Regions from separate parts of the Mus musculus genome. Here region 2 is linked to region 1. A link is a contact called in public HiChIP or PLAC-seq data. All regions are on one chromosome and are shown on one strand. Each heading gives the region's core, a stretch centred on a gene start, on an enhancer-like site or on the middle of the called end of the contact. The rest is flanking DNA. Distances are from core to core; before and after follow the strand shown.

Region 1 (6,789 bases), core at 3,918-6,417:
TGGGTCTGTGCAATGCCTGTGATACACGAATCCCCATGACTCTGGGCTGGAGGGTTGAGCTGCAGCTCTGGCTTTCTGTGGATGTGAATGCCTCTTTCCCAATAAACCATAGTCATTACAGAGGACATGGGGAAGCCTGGGGCTTCTGGCCTGGCCAATAGGCAGAAATCCAGGGAAAGAGTACCCCAGAACTCATGAGAAATCAATTGGTATAATTGTTAGGTGATAAGGCCATAGTTGTATGTCAGGTAAAGCCAAATTTTGGGAAAGTTGACGTTTCCTCCCCTCCTTCCAACCTGAGGTGCCAGGTCTGAAGTGCACAGTGGGGCTTGCAAGCCTTTCTATTCCTACAGACTAAGCTGCTTCTTGGGCTCTCCCTGCTTGAACCAGGACTTGGGCTTCCTCTGTCTCTAGCACTGTTGGGGGTGGAGGGGTATCACCCATTCCACAGGCGCACACGCTAGAATATAAGCCATTATCTCAAAGGTCAGACCATAGCAATCGGGGCCTTATGAACTGAGTGTCCTGTGTCCAGGGTGTCCTGGCTGCTCTGCTATCCACCAGTAAAGCCTGCATTCCGTCCTCAGCTGCCACAGAAGCCCTGCCAGTTCTCTGTCAAACGTTCAGGCCAGTTTATGAACTGGTTGTCACTTGTGACTTGATCCCAGCTAAGGCAGGAGACCCCTGGGCAGGCGAGCAAGCAAGAGACTCGATCATCCTTTTTTCTAAGCCTGTGTTCTAAGCCACAACTCCGGCCTGCAAACAGAAGGCATGGAAGAACTACTGTCCTAAATGAGCAGGACCTCATATGATAGTCCCAGCTACTTGCTTGCCACCTGGCCCCAAGCCTGTCTTGGTTTTTCTCTCTAGGCCCATACTAGTTCAGCCAACTGCTGCTCGTTCCCTTATCCCTACCGAACCAAACAGCGCAGAGCAGGGAGACACCAGGCCTTTGCATCTCACCCTAGGTGATGGACACACTCGCTGGATTTGGCCCTGGCACGCTGGCTCATTTATCTCCTCATGTGAGCATGAGGTTTTATAGCTATGTGAATTCTGGCTTTATAGCCTAAAGGTGTAAGGCAAAGGTTATCTGCAGTATTCAGGCTACCACCTTTAAAGACACTTCGGACAGATGTCTAACCCTTCTTGCCTTCTGTTTCTTCCAGGGAATCCCAATGCCCACTTTCGGAGGCCTCTTTCCCTACCCGTACACTTACATGGCAGCAGCGGCCGCCGCCGCCTCCGCTTTACCCGCCACCAGCGCTGCAGCTGCCGCCGCCGCAGCCGCTGGTTCATTATCACGGAGCCCATTTCTGGGCAGTGCCCGGCCCCGTCTGCGCTTCAGTCCTTACCAGATCCCTGTCACCATCCCACCTAGCACTAGCCTCCTTACCACCGGGCTGGCGGCGGAGGGCTCCAAGGGCGGAAATAGCCGTGAGCCCAGTCCGCTGCCTGAGCTGGCTCTCCGAAAAGTGGGGGGCCCATCCCGCGGGGCCCTATCGCCCAGCGGCTCAGCCAAAGAGGCGGCCAGTGAACTGCAGAGCATCCAGAGACTGGTGAGTGGGCTAGAGAGCCAGCGAGCCCTCTCCCCCGGCCGGGAGTCGCCCAAGTGAGGGGCTGCTTGGCTGCTGCGCTGCCACACGAGCCTCCCGGGCTGGGCTCTCTGCCTCGGCTGTCTAGGACGTGTACAGCACAGAATGGGTATTTATTTAAATAAAGAAGCAAAAGCAGGCTTCAGCGGTCAGAATAGAGCCTCGCGTGGCAGGTCGGGGGTCTGGGGTCTAAACGAGGAGTCAGTCTATCCAGAACACAAGTCACTCTGGAATCCCTGGATTTGATGCAAATTTCTGTTCGAGAGTCAACTACCAGGGCACCTCCTTCTTTCAACACTGTGGGGGTGGCCTCCTTCCAGTGGTCCCATTGGAAGCCAGAAGGTGCATAGGGTAGAGGTGTTCCTTCGGAAAGCATCCCAGGATCTCTGGCCTTGGGCTTGAGTGTCATTGAGAAACTGGTGTGGAGGATGCTGGAGCCAGGGGAGCCTGAAGTCAGCGTAGACTTGAGCTAGGAGGAGTCATGTCCGCTTGGTCTTCCCACCTCTACCCCACAAAAGACAGGCGCCATTCCTATGTCCACTTCTGGATCAGCGGAGGAAGTTGCACTTCTTCTTTGAGTCCCCAGGGGGCAAAAGATATTTATGAAATAAATGGTAATTTGTGTAAATAAGCTTTAAGGTTCCCAGAGGATACAAATTCGTATTAATTTATTCGAAGGTGTACATTGCTGTGTACATATATTTAGAGATTAACTCATAGCATTTAATTTTTTTTTCATTTTACATGAGCATCTATATTGTACAGGGCCCCAGGATCCTTGGCTGCTGGGGAAGGGGAGGCACCGAACCCCAGGGAAGGCCCACCCTGCGGACCCCTCAGCCTCTGCACCCCGGTTTTGCCCGCCCGGCCCACGGGCCCCACCTCAGGTTTTCACTTTTTGCTCCAGAGGGAGAACGAAGCGAGAAAATAATAAAAACGCTATCATGCGATTTGACCCGCGCTGTGCGCTCTGTGGGCCGCGCGGGGCTGGGGCTCTGAAGAAGGGACTGAGGCGGGGACACGGGCGCCCCTTTCTGGCCCTCAGCTGCACCTCGGCGATGGCGGCCCGGCAGCCCGGCCTCGAGCAGATCCGCGAGGCTCCGAGGCGCCGACGTCGGCGCCCGGCTCAGGCCAGGCCTGGAGGCGCCACTCCGCTCCGCAGCCCCCGCGACCCAGGCCCGCGGCCCGGGCTCCCCCTGCTGGCCACTCTGTGTGACCGCAGCTCCTGCCACTCCCCGCACCTAGTCACAGGATTAACGCAAAACGCACAGAGTGGCCTGGACTCCCGACTCCCTTTCTAGGACACTGTGGACCTGCTCCTCACCCCTCCTTTCAACCTTCCTGGGTACATGATCTGGGAAACGGGGCCCTGCTCTCTTCTCTTTCTCCTTTCGTGTGTGTGTGTGTGTGTGTGTGTGTGTGTGTGTGTGTGTGTGTGTGTGTGTGTGTTGGGGAGGAGGTAGTGGCCAACTTTCTTCAGTACCACCAACTCCAGAATTCTGTCCCATCACTCTGCCTTCTGGAATCACTCGGTGCTTGGGGTGCTGGGAAAATCTGGCCTAAAAATCCCTCCTTACAGCTTGTTTATCTTCGATCCCCTCCTTGCATCAACTTGCTGGCGACTTTCAAGGGAGTCCCACTGTGTCCCACTGGCCCCATTGGGCTGGTGCTTCCCTAAGACCCCCTCTGTTAAGGAGAGCTCCCATCCACGCCGCTCCAGAAGGCCACAGCTAGTAACCTCATCCAGCTGGCAGGTGCCTCCGGGAGCTGATTACATGTCTCTGGATTTGTGGTCGTTGAGCACCCCGTCTTCATCCCTTTAAGTCCAGGAGGTTTTGACGTCCAACCCCAAAAGATTGCCTTGTTAGACATTGTGAACCTCTGGGGCGTGTATGACTTTCCACTCGCCCGGGGACATCAGCAATGATTTGAAGGGCAGAGTGAAGATGTAGGTAGACTTGAAAGTTTCAGGAACTCCTAATGCTCCGAACACCTTCCTGGGCTGACACACTTACAAGGAAAAAACTTTGTCCAACTCCTCTGAGACAGGGCTGCCTCAAGTTTCCCTGGGTAGAGAGTGTGGAGTGTGCGCGCGCGTGCGTGTGCGTGCCTGTGTGTAGATGGTCTCATCCCAACCGTAGGTGAGCTATGGCTCCCCTGTTCTGCTCCGCCTGGACTGATTAGGCAATGTGGTTCACGAACCAAGCAGGAACAAGGAAAGTCCCTCCCTACTTCGCATAGAGTCTCTCCCTATCTCTACGTTTATTTGAGGTCACTTTGGGTTGAAACTCCCCGTAAAAAATAAAAATAAAAAATCCCAAAGCAACGTGTGCACTGGCATCTTGCTGCCTCTCGCTTTCAACCAGGAAAGAATGCCGAGAGTTTGGCTGTGGGGCCCCCTCGGCCTGCGGACACCAGGGGGCAGCACACGCGGTGGTGGGCAGGGCCGCAGCAACTCGGGTCTGGTGTTATTTCCGAGCCTGCAGCGCGGCTTGGAGAATCCTCCCGCTCCCCTGCTTTCGGCCGTACACACCCCCCTCCCGGGATTGCCACTACAGTGCTCCGCTGGGCCCCAGCTGCAAGGCCAAGTGCGGCTTGGGGAATCCTGCAGCTGACGGGCTGGGCCTTGTCCCAGACAAAGGCCTGGCCACTCCCAGGCCCAATTAAGCCACCAGCCTTCCCAGCCTTCCAGTCTTCATTGTCTCTGGGGGTCGCCAATTAGCTCAAGCGCCCGTGTACCCGCTGCCTTAACCCTTCAGGACCTGCCCAACCAGGGCCATTGGATGGCAAATCCGTCAGCAGAGAGGAGTGTGTGAGCGATGGGTATCGAGGGGCTTCTGAGGTCTGTTAAGTGGGTGACCAAGGGGCCTCTGAGGTCTGTTAAGTGGGTGACCAAGGGGCCTCTGAGGTCTGTTAAGTGGGTGACCAAGCGTGTCGCCAAGAGACTCAATGGGGAGTGTGGGGTCTTAGAGAACTGTGCTGGTTTAGGACTGGGTGTGATAACACCCGAGAACTCGAAGATTCAGCATTTGGAGCCTTCGTGAGACCCCTAGCAGCGCAACTGAATAGATTCCGAGATGTTGGACACTGCATTTTCCACGCGGTTAATCCGAGGCTTCCGAACCCTCGAGCCATTTCTTCCTTCCAAACTTCCCGCTGCGGTGCAGAGCTTCTGAGCCTCGGCAGAAGGCCCTGTCCTCCTGGAGGGCGTTGAACCGGGTTCAGCCTCCCCAGCCCACTGTGGATTCACTGACGCGGGGAGGAGCACGCCGCGGCGCGACAGCGATCCCGTCCCGCCTGAGCTCGGGCCCCGCCCCGCCTGGGCTCTGGCCCCGCCCCCCGCTTCTCTAGGTGAAGGCCGCCGCGGAGGGAACGGTTTGGGAGAGATCAGAATTGCAACTCTGAGCCCTCCTTCCTACCTTGGGAGCGACCCTAAATCCAACTTCGTTTCCTTTTCCCATTCTCCTTCCGCCTCTCCGCCCTTGACCGAGAAGTTTGGAACACTCTCCCGGTAGGCTGAGTCCAGCCAACGATCAAGAGTCAGCGGGGAGAACGACCCCGTGCGTTGGAGGGGGCTGGGCGCTCCGGGTGATCTCAGGGCATTGTGTCGCGTCCTCTGGAGAGCAGACAAGTTACCCACCAGGGAAAGTGTTGGTGCCCGGATGACTGTTTTCCCCTCCGAGTTTCTTTTAGGCTCCCTTGGGGTGCGTGTCTGTCCATCGGGTTTGATGGGCTAAGGACCCCGAACTCACTTGGCTGCTCCGGACTCGGGAGCCTTCCCAGGTCCCAGGCCTCAGGAACTCCCCACGTTCCCACGAGATGGCGCTCCAGGACAGGGCCCGGTCAAGCAGCCGGCCAGCACTCCCTGCCAGAGCCCAAGGTGCAGTGAGTCCAGAGAAATGGGCACGGAGAGGGATCTCAGATCCACTGTAGGTCCAGGCCCAGGGACTTGAGTGGGCTGCCGACTGCGGGCACCGACGAGGGAGCTCAAAACTTAATGTGGGTTTTTCTCTTGGAGCTGCCCTGCAGTGCCAGCTCCTAGAAGCTATGGTCTTCGATGTGCCTGGCTGGACTCAGATTCTTCTTGGGACAGGGAAGGCGCTTGCCTCTGGCTTTCCTGGCCTCTTGGAAACACAGTCAGGGCTGGGATCTATGAGCACTGGAAAACACGCCTCTGGCCCTTTTGGAGTGTGAAGCTCCACTGAACCATGCAAGCTTGGGTGTAAGTGTTGGCTAAGACATTCCTCAGCTCCTACCTCCACCTCCTCAGCTCCTCAAGGTCACACGAAGAGACTGTTAGGTATGCACCAGGGACCAGTGCACTTGAGGACCAAGGGTTAAATCTTACAAGACAACCAAAGGTCTTGAGGAGGCTTTGGGTCTTCAGTAGTTCCCGAAGATGCTAAGTAAGAAGGACTCAGAAGTGAGCCACCAGAGTTTGAGTCAGGTTTGAGTCGGATGCTCGTGGGTAAAGAGGGGAAACCTGATCACTAACAAATGGCACACTCAGAGTGGGGAAAATTTGGGGGAGCTAAGTACCAAAGATGCCAGCAGCTCGACAAACGGGCAGAATAAGTCTACATACGCTTTTTAAGAGCACACGGATAGAAACCTGCCCAGTTCCCATCAGTCTTGCATCTCTTCCTTAGCCAGCAACTTGTTGCCTCCCCCCAGCCAGAGTCTCGGCACCTTCAAGGCATACCAGAGGATAGGATGAGACCTTTGGTAATCTAACAGTCACTTGATGCCCATCTATTGCAAAGCAGATGTTCAGTAGGAAAACTGAATGAGAAGTTCAAAGCCAACCTTTGCCTCTAGCCATGAGATCCTGAACAGTACGACTCTCTTTTCTGAGCTCCAGGATCCCGGTTGGCAAAGTAAATGGTGTGGACCAAACCCAAAGTGATATGTGAGAGACTAGTTGAAACGTTCCCCTCCCCGACATCAAAGGCTCCTGAACAAGGACCTAACCCTTGAGGAACCTGGGCCTGAGACATAGGCAGAGCCACTCACAGACCTTGGGAACTTTGACTGTTGCTAAGCTTCTTGGACTGGGGTCAGGATTGGTGGCCTGGATGAATTCCCGATTAGGAAATAGCATTCCAGGTTCTGAAACCCTCGGGGAACCAGCTGGCTCCAGCTGCCTCCAGTCCCTGTGGGATGTGGCTGTCACAGTTCAACCTTCCCACCAAGC
Region 2 (7,096 bases), core at 3,498-5,997, 480 kb after region 1:
GTGTTGGCATTTGATAAAAATGTTGACTCTGCGGAGTTGAAGGTGTTTTAGTCACTCCTTCATCAACCACATCACAAGGATGAGGACTAAGTGGGGGAGGCTGAGGTGAATTTGCCAGTTCAGTGCCATGCATCTGAGGAGTCTTTGCTACATCATTAGTTCGGATGTTTGAAAACCTCACTTGACTATCTGCAGCAGAGATCACAAGTCTTTGGCTGGCTGAATCTGTGTCCATGCCAATCTCATCACTAACTGATACACGATGGTGAAAGGGAGTCAAGGGGCGCTTCTGTGGCTTCTCACTCTTGTCTTGCTTCTCATTGGTCTTGTGCTTAGGAAGTACTTGCTGTTGCTGCCCTAAAGATGGTGCCTGTCCTTGTTGCCCAGTATTTCTTGTCTTGAGACTTTTATGCCTGAAAAGTTAAAAAAAAAAAATTTAGGTTATTTATGTTAATATACAACTATTAGACAAAATATATAAAGTAAGATTTTGAGACAGTAAGGTCATTGGTTTTTCATATGCAACTCTAAAAATATGATGATTTGAATTTACAAATCGCTTGTACAGAACAATTCATAAAGCCCATGTGCAGAACAGGAGAGATGGTGTGATGGTTAAGGAGCACTGGCTCTTGCAAAGGACTCTGGTTCAATTCACAGCACTCATGTGGTAACTCACAACCATATTTAACTACAGTTCCAAGGAACCTTCTTCTAACCTCTTCAGGCACCAGGCATACATATGGTACACATACATATATGCAGACAAAACACTCATGCACATATTGTCTTCTAAAAGAATTTTAAATCAACTCACATTCACTTAATAGCTCTGGGATCAAATAGCTAGCTAACTTACATCATCTTACTATCTTGGCTTCTCGATGAATCTAGTTAAGATAAAAAGTATAAGGAAATTTGAAATTTCTTCATTTGTAAATATACCTGGTTTTTCAGACTTAGTAACTATTAAGAATGGCTTGCCCAAGCTTAGTCATTAATTACAATACTATAGTAACTGATTAGTCTAAAAGGTGCTAGAATTGACTGACAGATGGGTCTACCTAGGTTCTCCCAGTATTTGGCACTGCAGGAGAAATCACTTAACTAGAAAAGGAAAAGAAATGCTTAAAACAACCTGTTCTTCATCCATGAAGGATTTCTGAACTGAAGGACTTAAACCATATCTTAAAATCTAATAATTTTGTTAGGGCTAAGATATATATGTATTTTCAAATTTCTTTTTACACAAAGAAATTACTTCATAAAGAGTTGAATATGAAATTTTAAATTCAGTAGTATATTTTCTTTAATTCTGGGAGCCTTGTTAGCTAAATCAAATCTACAACAGAACATTAGCACAGGCTAACCACTTGAGTCAATTCTGAAAAGCCACAGGGAAGGCAAGAATCAATTCCTACAGGCTGTCTTCAGATCTCCACATTCTCACTGCTGCGTGTGCATGCCCACCCCCAATACACAAGTGTAATAAATCAAAACGGTTTTTAAAAATGGCAACCAGTTTTATTTCCACAGAAGTTTCTGATAAAGAACACTCTGAATAGTTCTTTCACACAAGGTCTGGGACATCTCACTGGATACTATCAAAGGAAACATGACCAATATCCGAAGGACACAGAAAAACCAAATTCACCATTACCCAAACAGCAAAATCAAAGACAATGTACGAAAATCATAGACCAATATTCTTCAAGAACAGAAGTGCACATCATTCACAGAAGCAAAAAATTAACATAATTAGGAACAAGTCAACCCAGCAAAGTATAAAACATTCATCATAAAGCAAATGGGGTTTATCCTAGCTAAAAATTTAAGGTATGGCAATAGAAAAGAAATGAAAATAAATCAGTATTATTCTTTACATTAACAGAGTAAATGAGAAAACAAAGGAACTATTACTAATAACCAAGTAATATGCACTATTGCTTAATATTTAAATAAAAAGTTATCCAACACAGCAAGGCAAGAAAAGAAATAAAAGATCTTAGGCTGGAGAGATGGCTCAGTGGTTGAGACCTCCTTCACCTTTATTAGGTAGCTCAGAATTGCCTGGAACTCTTCTAGCTCCAGGGAATCCTAGGCCTCCGCCCTCCTCAGGTACCCACACTAATGGGCACATACACTCAAGACACATAATTAAAAATAATAAAAATAAATCTTTTAGAAAAAAAAAGAAATCAAAGATCTCAAGAGAACAAAACTGTATTTGTAGTTGATAGAAACTTCAGTGCAAAGGTCAAAGTATCAACTTGTAGTCAAAGTTAAACTTTTTTTTTTTTTGAGATAGGGTCTCTATGCAGCCATGGCTGTCAGTCCTGGAACTGTCTGTACACCAGGGTGGCCTCCAAGTACTGGGGTTAAAGGCATGGGCCACTACAACTAGTTAAAAATATTAAACATTCTTAGAAGAAGGGTAACCAGACCCCATGTCTCTTCTCATGTGGCATATTACAAAACCATCGTCTATGAAGTACTCTTGCCAAAAATGCTGACTCTAAGACAAGTTTCTACTACAATAATAAAAATGTCCTGTATTGTGCTGGAGAGATGGCTCAGTGGTTAAGAGCAACTATCTGTAATTCCAGTTCCAGGGAAACCAACACCCTTACACAGATATACATGCAGGCAGAATACCAATGTGCATAAAATAAAAATAAATAATTTTTTTTAAAAATGCCTTGTATGTGGCTCCAAGAACATGACCTAGATGCTGAAAAATAGGGTTCAGTAATTAACAGCATATACTACTGTACCATAGGACTCAAGAACAAACATAGAATGCCAAACCTCTATGGCAGCCTAATTAAGAGAAGATAAAGATAGGTAAAAGTAACACAGACACCTCCAAAAGAAACAATAGAATAATTTAGCATAAAAATAATGACAGTATCATTCATCTCTTAGTTACTCAAATACTTGCCTGTTGTAGAGATTAAAACTTTTAATTTAAAAGATTTTTTGAGACAGGATTTCTTGCCTGGTGACATTATAAATATGTGGCATCACACCCAGTTAAAATGATTTTCATAGCAGAACATTATTGCCTTTCCCATTATACTGACACAGTGATGGAACAAGACCAGCAGCAGTCAGACCCTTGAACAGTACCAAATGTGCTAGCGGTGAGAGCGCTTGTCTTCGCTACCAGATACACAGGCATTTCTTGATTTGTGTTTTCTGAGTTTTATGATGTACAGAGGTTTGAACCCAGAGCTGGTACAGTATGCTAGATATGCACTCTATCAATTTAGGATATGTTTAAAGCCAATTTTACTTTAAACTCAGTTTTTCTCTTTTTTTTTTCCTACAAAAACCGAGGGGAGGATCACATTTTATTAAACTTCAGCGGCTTTATATACTTGGACTGCTTTCCATTTTCTGTATGAAGAAATGGGTCCATATGCAGCCTCTCTGCTACACAATTAAGGTTAATGATTGCTTTGAGGAAAATTACTTACATTGTTACTTGAGGTCAAAGCTAAACTAGCTGTTTTTTTCTTCATGGAATAACACTTTTATTTGAAAAACAAATCACTGAGTTGACTATGGTGGCACTGAATACCACAACCCAGAACTTGGAGAATATGGCAGAATAACCATCAGCATGAGGCCAGCCACCAGCTTCATGAGATCTAGACTAACCTGTGGCCATTTAACAAAATCTTGTCACATGCAAAATAGGAAAATAATCTTTGATAAACCATAATTATCCATTTTTTCATTATTTGATAAAATTGCTTAATAAGGTTCTTTTAAAACACAGCGAGTTTGCCATTTTAATTAAGAACAACTGATAAATTTGAGCTTTTGAGTAACATTTAAAAATTTGGAAAGTTACATTAGGCCACTGGTGACATAAATACATTTTTTATTATTAAATATAACAAAATATTCCAACATTTAAATTTGCATAACTCAGCCAACCACTGTCTTCCAAATGACGAATACTTGATGATATAAAATCCTATTATGTAAAACATCATTCCAATCATTAATGGAATCAGTTTTATTAAAGTAGCTTTAGCTTCTACACTACACTGACTTAGGGCATGGTGATGGGCACCTTTAATCCCAGGGCTTGAGAGGAGGCAGAGGTCAGTGGATCTCTGTGAATTCAAGGCCAGCCTGGTGTGTGAAACAAGCTCCAGGAGAGCCAGGGCTACACAGAGACCCTATCTCACACACATCCCAAAAAATAAAAAATTCAATCAAAATAGAATCTAAATAATTTATCTTTCAAAAAAAGTTTATGGAAATAATTAATAAAGCTTAGTAATTCATTAAGATCACTTAATGTCCTTGCAAAGGACCAAGGTTCAATTTTCAAGTGCTCATAGGGCACTCCTAGTTTGGAATTCCAGTTTCAGTGATACCAGATACCCTCTTCTGACCTCTACTGGTACCAGGTACATGCATGGTACAAACACACATGCAGGCAAAACACTCACAACACATAAATTAATTAATCTAACTTTTAAAAAAAATACTTTGTTCATGTAGATGTATATTAGGTTTCCTGATTTTTTTCTAATGAAGCAGTGGTTTAAAATGTATCTAAAGTGAATTATTTTTTTATTAAGTAGTACTTTAAAATGTATCTAAAGTTAGGCTCACATAAATAAAACCACTTTGGAGTTCATTTATTGTTTCTCTAGGAGCTGGAGATCAAACCATCTCTTCTCCATGCCAGGCAAATATTCTACCAATGAGTCACATCCTTAAGCTCTAGCAGTAGTAACGCTTAAGTATAAATGAGAACTGACATAAATTTTGAGAATCTACTTCCTACAAGGCAATAATAGTGATATCCAAGCGGGGTGTGGTGGCACATGCCTTTAATTCCAGTACTCAGGAGGCAGGCGTCCAAGTTCAGGGCCAGCTTTCAGGGCCAGCTTGGTCTACAGAGCATTCCAAGACAGGAACTACATAGAGAAAACCTTGGAGGACATGGGGGACGGGGGTGGGGGTAGGGAGAACAGGATCTCCATTGACGAAGTGAAATACATGGCTATACTTTATGTATATGAAACAGGAACAGTAAACAGCCGTATTTCTTTACTTTGTTATGTGAATAAGAAACTACAGGCTGGAGAGATGGCTCAATGGTTAAGAGCACTGATTGTTCTTCCAAAGGTCCTGAGTTTAATTCCCAGCAACCACATGGTGGTTCACAACCATCTGCAATGTGATCCAATGCCTTCTTCTGGTGTGTCTGAAGATAACTACAATGTACGCATATACATAAAATAAATAAATGAATCTTTGAAAAAAAAAGAAAGAAAGAAACTACTAATTAGGACTTACAAATATTACTAGAAGTAGCTCTTTAAATTGTTGACATTAAAGTCCCCGTCCTATTGTTCTATATAGACCTTTCCAAAATGTAAGGCGTCTTTACAGAGAATTATTCTAACAATAATTCCATACTAAAAACAAGTGGGTAAGTCTTCCTAAAGGATGTGTCACCTTCATGGTATGACAAAGTGATCTCTTTCAGAGTTTTTCCTATTACTCTTACTAATCCCCCTTACCAACAAAAAGATGCAATTAAAAAATTTTCTCCTTGATAATAACAATTCTGAAGACAGTTTTCAGATCAGTACAAGCACAAGAAAACCCTTTATATGTAAAATATGATGCCTCAAATTTCTGAGTATGAAATGAGTAAATTCAAGTCACAAGAGTTTAAAAGTCACATTATCCTATTTTCTGACTTGTACATATCACTCTTAAATTTTTTAGAAAGAGAACTGAATTTTTGTAAGCAAATTATCACTTCCACTAGAGTATAGGTTTCAGCAAGAGGCTTGTTCATTCATGCATTCTGAGTCTAGGAAAGCTGTTGTCCTAAATTAAATATCAATAGATGTGTGTGTGCCAATCCACCAATCCACCAGCACAACAAATATAAAATATCCCAGAAATAATACTGGCTTTCTAATCTATGAGGAATAAATCACATACATATATATCATAATACACTAAACTATAGAAATACATGGAAAATCACATTTACTAATTTAGTATATGAAAATCTCTATAAACCTAGGAGGAATTTCTTTAAAATGTGAAAGTAAGTAACTTTCGAAGAGCAAACTTTTGTCTTAAGGCCAAGAATTGAAATGTTAATGTCATTCCTTAGCGTCTTCCTCTAAAATCACTTCAAATAAAATTACTGAAATCCATTATTTCAAGAGAACTAAAACAAAAGCACATTATAAACGAAAAAAGCTGCCCAATAAAAATCTCTACATAGACAAAGAAACCTCTTTTCTATGAGACTAGACAGTAAGAGTTGCAGCTGTTCGTGTGTATACAAACACACACACACACAACACATCACATCACATCACACACACACACACACACACACGCACGCACGCACACCCCAGTGGTCTCATTGCCTAAGGATCCAGAATTTCCCAAAATGTATACCCACATACAGTGATACATAACTAGTCAATTCTGTCTGCCATTGCCAAGTGAATGCATCACAGACAGTATGAAAATGAGATATGGATATGTTCCAATAAATTTTTATTTATATACACTAAAATTTGCATGTCATAACTCATGTATCACAAAATACTTTTTTTAACTTTTTCAAACTCTCTAAAAAATCCAAAAGCTAGAACAATACTTCACTGGTTATAAGCGGGGGTTGCTCTTCTAGAGAACCCAGGTTTGATCCCCACACCAACACAGTGCCTCACAGGTGTCTCTGACTCTAGTCCCAGAGGATCCTACATACTCCTTTCACCTCCCAGACCAATACAGGCACAAGATGTGCATACACACAGATAAAACACCATAAACTTAATGAAATACTTGTTTCTTTTTTTCAGTTGTTTTTTTCAAGACAAAGTTTCTCTGTATAACAGCCCTTGCTATCCTGCAACTTGCTTTGTAGACCTGCCTGCCTCTGCCTCCCCTGGGATTAAAGGCCTGTGCCACCAAGTTAGGCCCTTTCATTTTCAGCTCATAGGCCATACAACAAAACAGGGAGTGAACTACATTTAACCAAGTAAACAAAAGTTGTCAATTCTGTTCTTAAATTATGTTCAAGAACAATTGT

Evidence for each region. HiChIP or PLAC-seq counts read pairs in DNA pulled down with a chosen protein or histone mark.
Region 2: a contact with region 1 is called in a FOXA1 HiChIP or PLAC-seq map of pancreatic cancer cells. The contact joins two enhancer-like sites. A contact is called at or near these places in 2 of 39 promoter capture datasets (cranial neural crest and maxillary cranial neural crest) and 3 of 115 datasets of contacts at active chromatin or transcription factors (bone marrow-derived macrophages, pancreatic cancer cells and stem cell-derived neural progenitor cells).

Annotation. Positions count from the first base shown.
Region 1 is chr11:85,839,399-85,846,187 of GRCm38.p6, forward strand. Tbx2 (T-box 2) reads left to right here. Exons shown (of 7, transcript NM_009324.2): 7 at 1,170-2,550. The coding sequence ends at 1,616. Among named protein-coding and RNA genes, the nearest start is that of Tbx2, 10 kb to the left of the region's middle. Within about 2 kb of position 5,168, at least 171 of the 459 cell types and tissues checked have an H3K27ac peak or open chromatin away from gene starts, as enhancers often do. A contact at or near this core is called in pancreatic cancer cells, where this site is marked.
Region 2 is chr11:86,319,619-86,326,714 of GRCm38.p6, forward strand. It overlaps Med13 (mediator complex subunit 13), which reads right to left. Exons shown (of 30, transcript NM_001080931.2): 9 at 1-413. Among named protein-coding and RNA genes, the nearest start is that of Med13, 34 kb to the right of the region's middle. Within about 2 kb of position 4,748, at least 28 of the 459 cell types and tissues checked have an H3K27ac peak or open chromatin away from gene starts, as enhancers often do. A contact at or near this core is called in pancreatic cancer cells, where this site is marked.